Linked DNA regions of Sus scrofa: region 2 is linked to region 1. Evidence: chromatin contacts called from public HiChIP or PLAC-seq data. All regions are on one chromosome and are shown on one strand. Each heading gives the region's core, a stretch centred on a gene start, on an enhancer-like site or on the middle of the called end of the contact. The rest is flanking DNA. Distances are from core to core; before and after follow the strand shown.

Evidence for each region. HiChIP or PLAC-seq counts read pairs in DNA pulled down with a chosen protein or histone mark.
Region 2: a contact with region 1 is called in an H3K27ac HiChIP or PLAC-seq map of alveolar macrophages. The contact joins the promoter of CEP120 here to the promoter of SNX24 in region 1. A contact is called at or near these places in 1 of 47 Hi-C or Micro-C datasets (liver) and 1 of 2 datasets of contacts at active chromatin or transcription factors (alveolar macrophages).

The regions. Positions count from the first base shown.
Region 1 is chr2:126,344,319-126,350,942 of Sscrofa11.1, forward strand. SNX24 (sorting nexin-24) reads left to right here and starts at 3,962. Exons shown (of 7, transcript XM_005652942.3): 1 at 3,962-5,732. The coding sequence starts at 5,673.
Region 2 is chr2:126,923,703-126,931,368 of Sscrofa11.1, forward strand. CEP120 (centrosomal protein of 120 kDa) reads right to left here and starts at 6,415. Exons shown (of 21, transcript XR_002341873.1): 1 at 6,168-6,415; 2 at 5,837-5,914; 3 at 1,288-1,444.

The sequences.
Region 1 (6,624 bases), core at 2,712-5,211:
CTTTTTTTTTTTGTCTTTTGTCTATTTAGGGCCAAACCCGAGGCATATGGCAGTCCCAGGCTAGGGGTTGAATCAGAGCTACAGCCGTTGGCCTACACCACAGTCACACCAGATCTGAACCTCGTCTGTGACCCACACCACAGCTCACAGCAACGCCGGATCACCAACCCACTGAAGGCTAGGGATCGAACCTGTGTCCTCGTGGATCATAGTCAGGTTCATCAACCACCAAGTCACGATGGGAACTCTGACATTTTGGTTTTTGTCTACCTTAAGAATTTGTAGATTTGTTTTTTCACAGAGCTTTTTCCTATATATGGAATTCATTTTAAAAATTAATTTTATTTTTCTTTCAAATGGATAGCCAGTTATCCACAAGCTAGTTTTATTTTAAAACTTTACTATTTAAATATTTATTAAAACTATTTAAACATTGATCTATTTATTGAATAGCTTATTTTTTTTCTCTCATGGGTTTGAAATACCATTGTTGTTTCTTATTATGTTCTCATGTATCAAGGGATCTATTTTGGGGCTATTTGGTTCCCTTTATTACTTGTCTAATTTAGCTCTAGGATGATACTGGTTTAAATACTATGGCTTTAGTGTATGTTTTAATGTCCTATAGATTAACTTATCCTCTCCCTCATTCTTTTCTTTTTCTTTTTTCAAACATGCTCTGGCTATTCATTTTTCAAATGAATTATAGAACAAGCTTGTCACTTATCTTGTTGGGGATTTGATTGTATTAATTTTATAAATTGTTTTGGTGACAAAGTATCCCCCCCCCAGAATCAATAAAATATGATTCTTCTCATACAGAAATATGATAAAACTATTATCAGATTTTCTTTTATGTCCTTTAAGTTTTCTTTTTTTTAGTTTTCTTCATATGGGTCTTGCATACTTATTAAGTTTACATACTATTATTAATGAAATATGTTGATTTTCCCTATGTTATTTTCTAATAGTCTGCTTTTTTTTTTTTTTTTTTTTTTTTCTCTTTAGGGCCTCACCTGAGGCATATGGAAGTTCCTGGTCTAGGGGTTGAATTGGAGCTGTAGCTGCCAGCATACACCACAGCCTCAGCAAAGCCAGATCTGAGCTGCGCCTGCAACCTATACTATAGTTCATGGCAACACCAGATTTTTAACCCACTGAGCAAGGCCAGGGATTGAACCTGCATCCTCATAGATCCTAGTCAGATTTAAACCCACTGAGCAACACCAGGAGCTCCTGGTATTTCTATTAGGTTAATGTTGGTGTGTAAGCAAGGTATTATATATGAAATCTATTGATTTGTATATGATGATTTAATATTTGGCAACTTATGAAACTCTATTATTAGTTCTAATAATTTTTTAGTTGATTCTGTTCTATGTAGATAATTTCATCCAAAAATAACCTTAGTTTTATATCTTCCTATCCATTATCTGTATGTCATATTTATTTTACTTGTCTTATTGCACTGGATAGGGCCTAACAATAATTATGATAAAGTTACTGAAACTATTTTTATGCTTCCTCACATGATGTTAAATAGGATATTTTCTGTAGGGTTGTAGTAACCTTTATCAAATTCAAGCTGTTTCTTGCGATTTCTAGCCTGGTAAGAATTATTAGGAAGAGTTGTAGTGATTTATTAAGGTTGTTTCAGAATTTAGTGGCATACTAATTTATTTTGGTTCTCTTCTAATCCCACAATGTTTAGAAATACATCACCAGATTTCTTAATCTTTAACTATCTTTACATTCCAGGTATAAATATTGTTTGGTTGTGACAGATTAGTCTTATAACTCTATGCTGAATATGTAATATATTCTAGATAGATTTTCATCAAGACTTCTAATATAGGGAGTTCTGTCATGGCTCAGAGGAAACAAATCTGACTAGCATCCATGAGGACACAGGTTCAATCCCTGGCCTCGCTCAATGGGTTAGGGATCTGGCATTGCTGTGGCTGTGGCATAGGCTGGCAGCTACAGCTCCAACTCCACCCCTAGCCTGGGAACCTCCATATGCTGAGGGTGCAGCCCTAAAAAGACAAAAAAAAAAAAAAGATTTCTAATAGAAGTTGCTAAGTTGATATTTAAAGCAGTTTATCATTAAATTTGCTGAACTATATTTCTATAAAATACTAGGTAAATGTGATATTTTTATTGTAGGAATTTTATATCCAGTTTTCAGAAGAATTTTGTTATTTTCCTTACATAATTGTTTTGCCTTTATTAATAGATGCTAACTGTTCAACTTCTAAATTCTTTTTCAGGCAGATTGCCTAGATCTACTTCGTTGTTCTTCTGGGGTTTTATCTTGCTCCTTTGTCTGGAACATTATTTCTCTGCCATTTCATTTCATCTGACTTTTCATGTTTGTGGTCTCTATTCCACAGGCTGTAGTCTGTCTTGCTTCTGCTGTCTGCTCCCTGGTGGGTGAGGTTGCTCCAGGGGCTTGTGTAGGCTTCCTGGTGGGAGAGACTGATGCCTGCCCACTGGTGGGTGGAGCTGGGTCCTGTCTCTCTAGTGAGCAAAGGCTGTGTCAAGGGGTGTGTTTAGAGGTGGCTCTGGGCTCAGGATGACCTTAGGCATCTCTCTAGTGAGCAAAGGCTGTGTCAAGGGGTGTGTTTAGAGGTGGCTCTGGGCTCAGGATGACCTTAGGCAATCTGTCAGCTGATATGGCTCTATTCCCACTTCATTGGTTGTTTGACCTGAGGCTTCCCAAAACTGGAGCCTGTAGGCTGTTGGATAAAGCCAGGTCTCATTTCCAAAATGGTGACCTCTGGGGGAGTTCACCTCAATGATTATTCCCTGGGGCCTCTGCAACTAGTGTCCTGCCCCCAGAGTGAGCCATAGCCAACCTTTGCCTCCTTAGGGGACATTCCAAGACCCACAGGTAGGTCTGTCCAGATTCCTACGGAGTCACTGCTCTGCCCTGGGGCCCAGCACAGGAGAAACCTTGTGTGCACCCTCCAAGAGTGGTGTCTCTGTTTCCCCGGGCCCTGTGGTGCCCTTCAAAGCCAAATGCTCTAGGGGCTCCTCCTCCCTATACCAAACCCCCAGGCTGGGGAGCCTGACATGGGGCTCGGAACTCTTACTCCTGTGCGAGGATCTCTGTAATACAATTATTTTCCAGTTTATGAGTCAACCACCAGTGGGTATGGGATGTGATTATACTGCAAAATCACTCCTCCTACCATCTCATTTTAGCTTCTTCTTTGTCCTTGGGTGTAGAGTATCTTTTTTTTGGTAGGTTCCAGTCTTCTTTGTTGATGGTTGTTCAGCAGTTAGTTGTGAGTTTAGTGTTTTCATGATCGAAGGTGAGCTCAAGCCTTTCTACTCTGCCATCTTGTCTCCTTGCCTCATCAGTCCATGGAATGTTAGTGGGCGGGAAGTGAGAGGAGAGTGTCATCTGTGGGATCTGGCTTAGGCTCTGACTTTCTCCTCAGATGCTGCTTGTCCTTGGAGAGTAAGTAGACAAACTGAGCAGATCTGAACTCAATTTGGTCTGCAGCACATCCACCCTCAGCTGAATTCCTTCTTTTCTTGTTTACTCTGAGACACTTCTTTAAAGGGAAGTGACAATTTTTTTAGGCTTATTCTTTGGTGGTTGTTGGGCTGAACCCCACAGGCCTGAAAAGACTCTACTTGCCCAGCTTTAAGAATGAAGAAAGAGGAGTTCCCGTCGTGGCGCAGTGGTTAACGAATCCGACTAGGAACTATGAGGTTGCGGGTTCGGTCCCTGCCCTTGCTCAGTGGGTTAACGATCCGGCGTTGCCGTGAGCTGTGGTGTAGGCCGAAGACGCGGCTCGGATCCCGTGTTGCTGTGGCTCTGGCGTAGGCCGGCGGCTACAGCTCCTATTCGACGCCTAGCCTGGGAACCTCCATATGCCGCGGGAGCGGCCCAAAGAAATAGCAAAAAGGCAAAAAAAAAAAAAAAAAAAAAAAAAAAAAATGAAGAAAGAGCCCAGAGTCAGCGACAGAGACAGTGGTGTCTGATGGATGGGGACATTTACATGTCTGAAGCAAGGTCCTGGTATGACAGCTCATCATGTGGGGCAGACATCAGGGCAGGACATGGCAGCAATCTTCCCTCTCAACTTCTTCTTCTTCTTTTTCTTTTTTGGCCACCCCACAGCATAGGGAGTTCCTGGGCCAGGGATCAGATCCAAGCCACAGTCGTGACCAATGCTGCAGCTGTAGCAAACACTGGATCCTTTAATCCACTGTGCTGGGCTGGGGATGGAACCTGTGTCCTGGCACTGCAGAGACTCCACTCATAATGTCACACCACAGTGGGAACTCCTCAACTTCTTATGTATGTATTTGTCATGTATTTTTCTTAATGTTCTGAGAAGACAGCTGACCTGTCACAGATTGTAGAGTCATACTAAAAGATATGTAAGAGCATCGGGATAATACATTTGCCATGTTCTCTCACTGCAGTGCCATTCTTCTTTCCTTTATAGTGGTTGCCCACAGAACGTGATTAGAAATTTAGCTCTTCTAATTATTAGCCTGTAATTTCATAGCTATTTATCCTCTCTGAGCTTTAATTATGCCATCTGAAATAACCAAAATTATAACAATTATAGCTGAACTGCAAGACCCTCAAGAACATACCCGCATATTGAGGGCTTGCATATATTTTCAGCAAAGCAAAATTAAATTATACACAGTTAGTAAAATACAGCAAAAAAAAAAAAAGGGGGGGGGAGGATTCATTTGGACCACCTGTCAGATTTTTTTGGACTGATACATTTCTAACTTTTAACTCTAATGGGTAAATAGGTGAGCCATGCCAGATAAAAATATATATGTCAGGCTACTAGTAGTAGGCTGTTATCGTTTGTGCTATTGTATAAAAAGTATAATAAAAGCTTGATCAGTAATCTGTAGCTCAAAGCCCGAGGGGCAAATCTCAGCCCTCATCTTCCCCTCCCCCTTCTCTTTTCTCTTACAGGTAAAAAGATCTGTGTAGTTACTTAGACGCAGCATTTTAGAACTGAAGCAAGAAACCGGACTGTTTATCTCAGTGAGCCGCCGACCTTCGGGCTATGCATTAGAGCATGATTCCCAGGTTCGACAGCGAAGCAAAGCAAGGCACTGACCCTGGAATCGAAGGGAAACAGAAAAGTCTTCGTAAAAGTCGTGCAGGGTTCACGGCTCTTCATGGCAGCCGAGGGCTAAAAGGAAAATTTAACCAAAACAAAATCAAGAAGCTCTTCTACTCCTTGGCGTCTTGCAGTCTGTTCAGGGTGGTGTCTGGCAAACTGCAAATCCAGTGCACACTGGAGCCTCAAGGGCAGGGAGCGCCGGGGTGCGGCCCTGTCCCTGGCGCCCGACCGCAGTGGAGCGCACACCCCTTTTTTGCAGACTCACAGGTTTCCAGGCCCCGCCTCCTCTGGGCACTGCTGATCGCCGCGCTTTGGGCCCGGAATCCAGACGTCCAGAGCCCTACGCCCTCGGTTCCCCACACTGGGCTCCAGGCGGGGCCCTCCTAGAGCGCTGCGAGCGGCGGGGTCCGCAGAGGATCCGGGTCGGAGCCACGTAGCCTCCAGCTCCGTGGGGCTCGGGAAGGGAGGCGGGGCGGCCGGGCCGGGGGCGGAGTCGCGGCCGCGGCCGCCGCCGTGAGCCCGCCCCCTGCTCGCCCTCCCGGGCTAGCTGGCGCGGCCATGGAGGTCTACATCCCGTCCTTTCGCTACGAGGAGAGTGACCTGGAGCGGGGATACACGGTAGGCGCCGGCTGAGGCCGGAGAGGGCCCCGCGAGCCGGGCCTGCAGCTGCTGAGCCTCCGAGGTGCCTTCGGCCGCCGCCGCTGCCCCTGCGCGGGGTGGGGTGGGGGGTTCCCTCGCTCCCTTCCTTTCCCTTCCCCTCCCCCGGTCCTTTGGTATGGCTGCGCCCAGGAGTGGTTGTCAAGGAAACGGGCGCCCTCCTCCCTGGCGCTGGGTGCCGGGGTTTGGTCGCTTCCCCCTCCCAACCCCGCTCCCGGCCTCCCAGCAGGATCGCCGGGAGTCGAGTCCTTGGACGAGGTGCTAGGCACTCTCCCCGGCGCTTGCCCTCTGGAGCCCGGGATGGGCTGCGCTCGTTTCTGGCATAGCTGCCCCCTCTGTCCAGACAGAAGTGGCGTCGCGGTGGTTTGATGTTACGTTCCAAGTTCTGTAGGATTCATTCAGATGGAAAATATGCGCATTGAATAAATTATTCATTTGTGAATTTATTAGCCAAAGTGAACACATGTGTTGCATTTAGATGATTTCCAAAGTTTTATTTGTTTGGTTGTTTCTTTTTTCCTGGTTCTGTAGTGCCCTGAAATGGTAAAATCACGTACTCCCTGAGCACCTGTTCCATACCTAGAACTGAAGTTTGGCAGGAAATGAGAAACAGGGCCCCTTTTCTCAAGAATAGAGTCCCGGAGGGCAGAGACCAGGGCCTGGGACCTTTGGGTAATAAATTTAATAATGAACTGTACTGAAGTTGATTTCCCAATGAACTTAGACATCCTTATCTAGACATTTTTATCATTGCTATGGGGAGAAATGCCTCAGCCTGGGTAGACCTTGGAAAAATTTATTTCCATTTAAAGAACATGTATGTTTTGGAGAAGATCGCATGGGACGTCCTAAA
Region 2 (7,666 bases), core at 5,165-7,664, 580 kb after region 1:
AACACACATAAAACTTCAAATGCACGTATGTATATAGTTTTGGTTCTTTCTGTTGCTAAAAAAAATGAAATAAACTTAAGAATTAAATGCCATAATAGCATAAACTATTAAAATTAACAATAGCTCAGTGTAATACATGCTAAGGTAACGTAAGCATGAACTGGACTGGTGTAACATGGCTTCTCCTGAGTCTAGAACTCTTATACTGGCTCATACAGTAAGAGGATTAGATTTTGCCACCACTATTATCTAATAGAATGACTATGAAACCTGCATTTGGCACAAAATCATCATGTATCTGTGTTATTTTCTCAGCCTACAAAATATAGAGTGTTATCGCTAAGCACTAACACCACTGTACACACAACCACAGATGCAGGCACTAATATCTCATACCAAGACTCTGAGCAAATATTCCAGAAGGCAGAAATACAACACAAAATTCTGATATCCTTTAAGAACTTAATTCACTTTCAGATAAATCCATGGATTAATCTGGCAACCCAAGAAAATAAATTTACCCTTGCTTTCATTTTTTGACTCTGTACTTTGATTTTAGTACTAAGAGAGAGCAAATATTGAAATGATTCTATGTTACCCAGAGAAAACATATTTTTAACCCTTTTTCTAATAAAACTATCAGTGTTCTTCCCCGCTTCTGATCATCAGAGTTTATAAAATAATAAAAAGCTATAACTTTAAGTATGTTTTATACACCAATGAAGTCTAAAACCAGCTGTAAAATTAATTAGAAAGAATCTCTTACATAATTACCACATACCTATCTCTATATATCCTTGGCAATCCAGGTAAAATATACAATAAATGAATTAACAGAAATTACAATGAATTCCAACCCACATTTAACAATGGGTAGGTATCATTATGACACTTCTAGAATATCTACTCTCTCAGACATTAGCAAAAAAAAAAAAAAAAGAAAAGAAAAACAAAAGAAAAAAAAGGCAAGCTAAGTGTAGTGGTTAAAGCTTAGCTCTGTCGTTGAACTGGCTGCTGGCCTCTATCCCTATCCAGCTGACTGACTTAGCACAAGTCACTTAGCCTCTTAGGCCTCAGTTTTCTCATTTGTAATATGGGGGAAATAATACCTACTTCATAGCATTGTTTGGATGCTTAAGCCAATTATTGTTGCAAAGTACTTTGAAAATTTTCTGGCACATTAAAAAAAAAAAAAAAACCCTCAACAAGTATTACCAACTAGAGATATATATTTATTGATTTATAACTGACCGAAAAAGAGCAGTACGAATTGAAAATCACAGTCACCTGTGCTGATGCAGTGCTTTCCTGTCTATTTCCCAGGCTAGCTCAGTAGCAAATTCTGGCTGGTCAGTGTGGTCCACAGGATCAGTAGCCAACTGTTCTCCATCAAACTTTGCTTCTACCACAAGCATATGTTTTGGACGTTTGGGGAAATGGCGACCTAGAAAAAAAAAGACTATACAGGTTAACGAGATGTGTACAAAAATCAAATGTGATCATTTCGTATATGTTTTAAAAACTGACAAATGGTGTAAGTGGCTGACATATATCCCATAAAATTATCTCACTAGCACATACTCACATATATATCCAAATTCATGATTAAGAAATATGAGTCAAGTTGAAAGCTTTAATTTACAGGAGTTCCCGTTGTGGCGCAGTGGTTAACGAATCTGACTAGGAACCATGAGGTGGCGGATTCAATCCCCGGCTTCGCTCAGTGGGTTAAGGACCCAGGCGTTGCTGTGAACTGTGGTGTAGGTCGCAGACGTGGTTCGGATCCTGTGTTGCTGTGGTGTAGACCTACAGCTGTAGCTCCAATTTGACCCCTAGGCTGGGAACCTCCATATGCCGCAGATGCCGCCCTAAAAACCAAAAAGAAAAAAAAAAAATCTTTAATTTACAAATCAGTGCTTCTCAAACAATAAGGTGCTCCGAGACCCTGGTAAAATGTAGATTCGGGCTCAGCAGGCCTGGGGTGGGCCTGAGAGTCTGCAAGACTCTTAAAGATCTCAGGAGATGTCACTGGTGTCCTCGGTTCACACTTTGAGCAGCAATGATCTCAGTAACATTTAGAATTAAACAATTAGGAGTTCCCGTCGTGGCGCAGTAGTTAACAAATCCGACTAGGAACCATGAGGTTGCAGGTTCCATCCCTGCCCTTGCTCAGTGGGTTAACGATCCGGCATTGCCATGAGCTGTGGTGTAGGTCACAGATGTGGCTTGGATCTAGCATTGCTGTGTCTCTGGCGTAGGCTGGCAGCTACAGCTCTGATTAGACCCCTAGCCTGGGAACCTCCATATGCTGGGGGAGCGGCCCAAGAAATGGCAAAAAGACAAAAAAATAAAAATAGAATTAAACAATTAAAAATGTAATCATACCAACTTGAGCTATTACTATACCAGTACTTAGTACAGAATAGCTAAGTCATCTGGAGGGTTGAGAAATAATGGAATTAGCACAAACAAATTTACCTGCATCTTAATTTTCCTGTTAAAGTAAGGATACTTTATAAATTAGTAAAAGAAAATAACCATTTATTCATACATCTTATTTTCAAGCACAGTGTTGTTCATTATCAAGAAGGAAAATATTCTATCTACACATTACTGTTCATTTGCACTGCCTGACTCCATTCCTTTACTGTTTGCTGAAGACACATTCAGTGTCCGGTATTATGTCAGATAATGGGATGTAAAGGAATAAAACAGGGTGCTTGCTTGCCCTCAAGGAATTGAGACTCTAGTGGAAAGAGATAAAGTTAAAACACTGAAAACAGAACACTAAAGAACTAAGAAAGACGCACTAAGACTCTTAGAGCCAAGATGTTTATAGACCTAGTGAGGGAGTCTTCAGGGAAGGGAGTTTTAACCACTGTTAAGTAAATACATCTCTGCTGCTACTCACCCTGGTACAAGCTACTTAGGAAGGAATTAGGTGGGCCAAAGAGACCTTGATTGCAAACCTGTGAGTTTCAGCCTGACGTTCTCATCTGAAATGCCCTATGAGTCTTCCCACATCTGGCATGGCTCTCCCAATTAGCACTCAAAAGGCCTCTTTCGGGACCTTATTTTCAGCTGCTGTAAAAGATCACTAAGCTCCCCAAATGCATTTCATATATGTCCAAAAAAAAAAAAAAAAAAAAAAAACTTGTTATTTTCAGATTAACCTAACTACAACCTCCAATAGGTTTGAAAACAGAAGACAGTGAAACAAACAGGTGTCTGCCTTGTCCGAAAGACAACGACTATCTTGAGAACAAACCTTGCCATTTTCATCCCTGGAATCCAATAAATAGGCCAACTTTTGCTCGTGGTAGAAAGCCAATCATTTTCTTTTGAATAAACGGCATTTCCAAAAGTGTATTCAAGAAACTGCAAGTAGCTCAATATAGCTGAAGGACTGGAAACATATGAGCACATGGCAGCGCAGATGAGGTTGAAAAGGGAGGCCACAGGTTTACCCTTATGAATGCCATTCTAAGAAGTATAGACTGGAGCTCCTGTCATGGCTCAGAGGATTCGGGTTGCATCCCTGGCCTTGCTCAGTGCGTTAAGGATCCTTTGCTGCCGTGAGCTGTGGTGTTGCAGACTTGGCTCGGATCCCGAGTGACTGTGACTGTGGTGTAGGCCTGTGGCTGAAGCTCCAATTCGACCCCTAGCCCGGGGACCCCCATATGCCAAAGGTGCGGCCATAAATAGATGGAAAAAAAAAAAAAAGTAGAGACCTTATCTCTTAGGACACTGAGGATTTTAAGAAAATGAGATTGGCACTTCAGAAGGATTATCCCCATATAATAAGGTGAACTGTGTTTACTGAGAAGAACACACTTATGAAACAGACCAGTGAAAAGATTACTACAGTATTTAGGTGGATAAAGACAGCTCTGCAGCACAGCACTCACAATGGAAACTTGTAGATGCTTCATATGAACTTTGAAATGAACTATTATTTTAAAAATAAAATCAATACTTGGTGACAGGCGCAAGTGGGAGATGGAGCAGGAACCCAGGAAGAAGATGACTCCCTGGTTCTTGGCTTGAGGCAACAGTGTGGTTATAACGAAGAGAAATACAAACACAAGAGGAGGAACAGTTTGGAGGGAGGACCGCACGCCAGTTTTAGACATGTTTGTAGCAACACCTAACTGACCTTCCCAACGCCAGGTTCTCCTCCCTGCACACTGCTATTAAACTAAACGTGCAAAAACTATTCTCCTACTTAAGAATGTATCCCGCCTCCCTATTTTTCAGAACATTAAATCTAAACACCACAGTTTTCAAGATCCTCCAAGGCCTATGCACCCTGTCTATACAAGCGTATTTCTTACCACAGTATTCCTAATAGCCTCCTTCCTCCGTTCTGGTCATCTTGCTGACCTCTTCACTGTGCTACCCACCCTGCTCACTCCCACAGTGGCCCGGGCTGTTGAATCACCTGGGATGACCTTCCTCTATCCTCGTTTACCTCAAGCTCAGGTATCACTCAAGGCACTTCAGCCATCATCCTCAGCCACCTCCAAAACTTCCATTTACAGCCTGGATCCTTGAGCTTTATTTAACTTATATCACATCCCAACATATTAGCTCCTGTGCATTACTTTGGTCTCCCCAAGGAGCCAGAACCCTACAACCTTGAAGGGACAGTGAGTGCCTTACATTTCTGTTATCTCAGAGCATGCAGCACGGTTCCAAGTTCAAAAGCTTTTTGTTCACTAAAGTAGAGTAGAATTTCAGGCCTATGTCTTTAAAAGTCAGCAACCTCACAGTTAAAACTGTCCCAACACTATGACTTCTGGTCAGTCTCCTGTTCCACAACTCGAAAATTAGGTTTCCAGTGTTTTCTTCCCTCTCAACCTCCCCCCACACCCATACTCCTAGGCCCTCCCCATACCTTTTTTTTGGGGGGGACACCACCATGACAATCCCCAGCCATTCCTCTATCTCACTACTCAAGATGACTCCTTCTTGTCCTGTTATTCATAACTCACCCTCAATTTACCTATCGACTCTCTCCATTTTGCTGCATCCTGCTCTCAACCTCACTGAATTAAAGCAAACAGAAGCAAGCCTTGCTTTACTACACCTTAAATGCCACCGGCTCTTCCTTTTGCCTGGAATGCCCTTCCTTCCTTTTTCCACTTGACGAATTCCTAATCATCTTTTAGGACCCGAATAAACTCCATCTCCTCTAGGAAACCTTTCCCAGCTTGCCCAGGCAAAAGAGACCATACCCACACCCTGATGCATTATTTGAATGATTTGTTGCTCTTCATGCTACACCTTTAGCTTTTAGAACCAGGACTGGTTTACAGGCTCAGCGCACTGCCTCACAGTCAGTGAGATGCCTAATAAACAAATGTCACTCCTTCGACAAATCAAACTTTAAGGCATGCAAGTGTAACAGACCCTCCTGACAACTGTCTTCTAAGGCCCCCATCGACTTGTAAAGAGAAACTTGTACTAGAGTGAAAGCAAAATTTTCACCAATGGTATTACCGGGAAGTCGCTGAACAGATCGTGCTTTCCAAGCACACTTTCAGCTCATAATATCAAAGTCACATACACGCTGCTTCTGATGCAAATCGTTTTGCCAAGATCCTCTGGGGTCTATGGCTAGTCACGCTATATATCACCGATCTCTAACAGCGCTCATATTCCCTTGAGGGATTTTTAAATCAATTGCCTAACGGACCTCACTACGTACAACTCTGAACAAGTCTCTGGGGGCCGCACAAGCCAGGGTTCCTAAGGTTAACAAAGCCTCGGCCCCGCACTACTCTGTTAAAATTCTGGAAGCAGCAGTTGCAAAAGCAGGTGCCGGGCCACTCACCTTCGAGGATGGACACGACGATGAGCAGTTGGTCGGACTTGGAGACCATGGTCGCGGTCGGCGGCCCACAGGCGGGGTCTGCTGGGAGGAAGAGGGGCCCGGGTGAGCTGCAGGTAGCCCGCCACCCACGGCAGGGCTCTGGGTGAGGCTTCCGTCGCCCGCCCGTGGCCCCAGACGCCCGGACCCAGCTCTGCGGCCCGCTTGTAGCGCGCCCGGCTTCCCGTCCCCAGGCTGACAGTCCACCCGCAACCGGGCCCCGACAGAAGACAAAAGCCACTCAGCAGCCGGCTGGGCCAGTCTGCAGGGAGAGGGGAGCCCGCCGCCTGAGCACCTTTTGCCGCCCGCGTAGCCGCTTTTCAAACGCCCGGGCAGCCGCCGCGGCCGCCACCGCGCCCCGCTTCCGCCTAGCAACCAGGCCCGCAGGCCCTGCGCGCAGGGGAGGCTGGAGGACAAAGGGTGATAGAGACCAGGGCAGTCGAAGATAGAACGCCCCTTAGCCGGCTTCCCTTCCTGGCCTTTTACGCTACGTTCCAGAGGTCTCGGGAGAAGACTAGCCATTACCTCACAGCGCCCCCTGCTAGCCGGATGGGGGAAAGCGGGCGATTTGGTGGAGAACAACTGCGCAGGCGCACTACTGCAGTAAACACTTCCTGAAGTTCCCCTGGGAGGAACGTGAATGCGCTGTATTCTCTGCTTTATGCCCTAAACAACCTGGAAATTGTATCAGTAGTCATTAAAGGAAAAACAAACAAACAAACAAAAACAACAATTAGGTCTGTTCAGGTCCCAAGTATCAACACTGCTTAGAAGTTAAGTTACAGAGCAATAATAATTTACATCTGAACTCTGAAATTGCTAAATTGTCCTCGCGCTGCAGCTCAAGTTTCCACGCCTTATAAACAAGTAGCGTCAATACGGTAATTACTGTAACGTTGGCAGTGACGTAAGCTCTCTGAGAATTTCCTGTGCTTTAGAAATTACCCTAAAACAAAAACATTGTCACGTGGGCAGTGAAATTAAAGGTATAGGGTTTTCTAACCCCGGACCACAAAGTAACTAATTAGCAAAATCAAGACCAGAAATTAAACAAGGCTGACAACCGACATTTTCCCTTTTCCACCCTTCTCCCCCTAAAACTTCAGGCATTATTTTAGAGAAGATTAAAAATCTTTTGGAGGTCACCTAGTTTGAAATTGGATCTTGGACGAGATAGGTGGGAGGGAAGAGGAAGAGAGTACAATTTCTCCTTCCCCACCTCCACCTCTGCTTTGTGCAGGGAGCTGGAGACCATACTAGATTACTTCTAAGACCCTTTCAGGGCATTCCCTGGTGGCCCAGCCGTTAAGGACGCAAGGCTGTGGCTGGGGGTTCAGTCCCAAGCCAGGGAACTTCATGCTGGGAGACCCAAAAAAAGAGGAGTTCACTCGCCTTGTGACTCAGTGGAAACTACCCCACCTAGTATCCACGAGAATGCGGGTTCCTTCCCTGGCCTGGCTCAGCGGGGTAAGCATCCAGCGTTGCTGTGACCTGTGGCATAGGCTGGCGACTACAGCTCCACTTGGACCCTAGCCTGAGAACTTCTATATGCTGTGCTGCCCTAAAAAGAAAAAAAAAAAAAGTGGAAGAATCTAAATCCTTTTCAGGACCCTTCAGAGGCCTCCCTGAGTGAAATAACACATTATGCCATATAAAATCAAAATAATGATCTACTTTGGGTTCATTGTTGAATGATACATTCTTTTGAGGAAAATATCAGACTCGAAAGTAGATAGAATAATGTAATGAACCTGTAGGTACCCACAACACAGCTCCAACAATTATCAGCTTAAA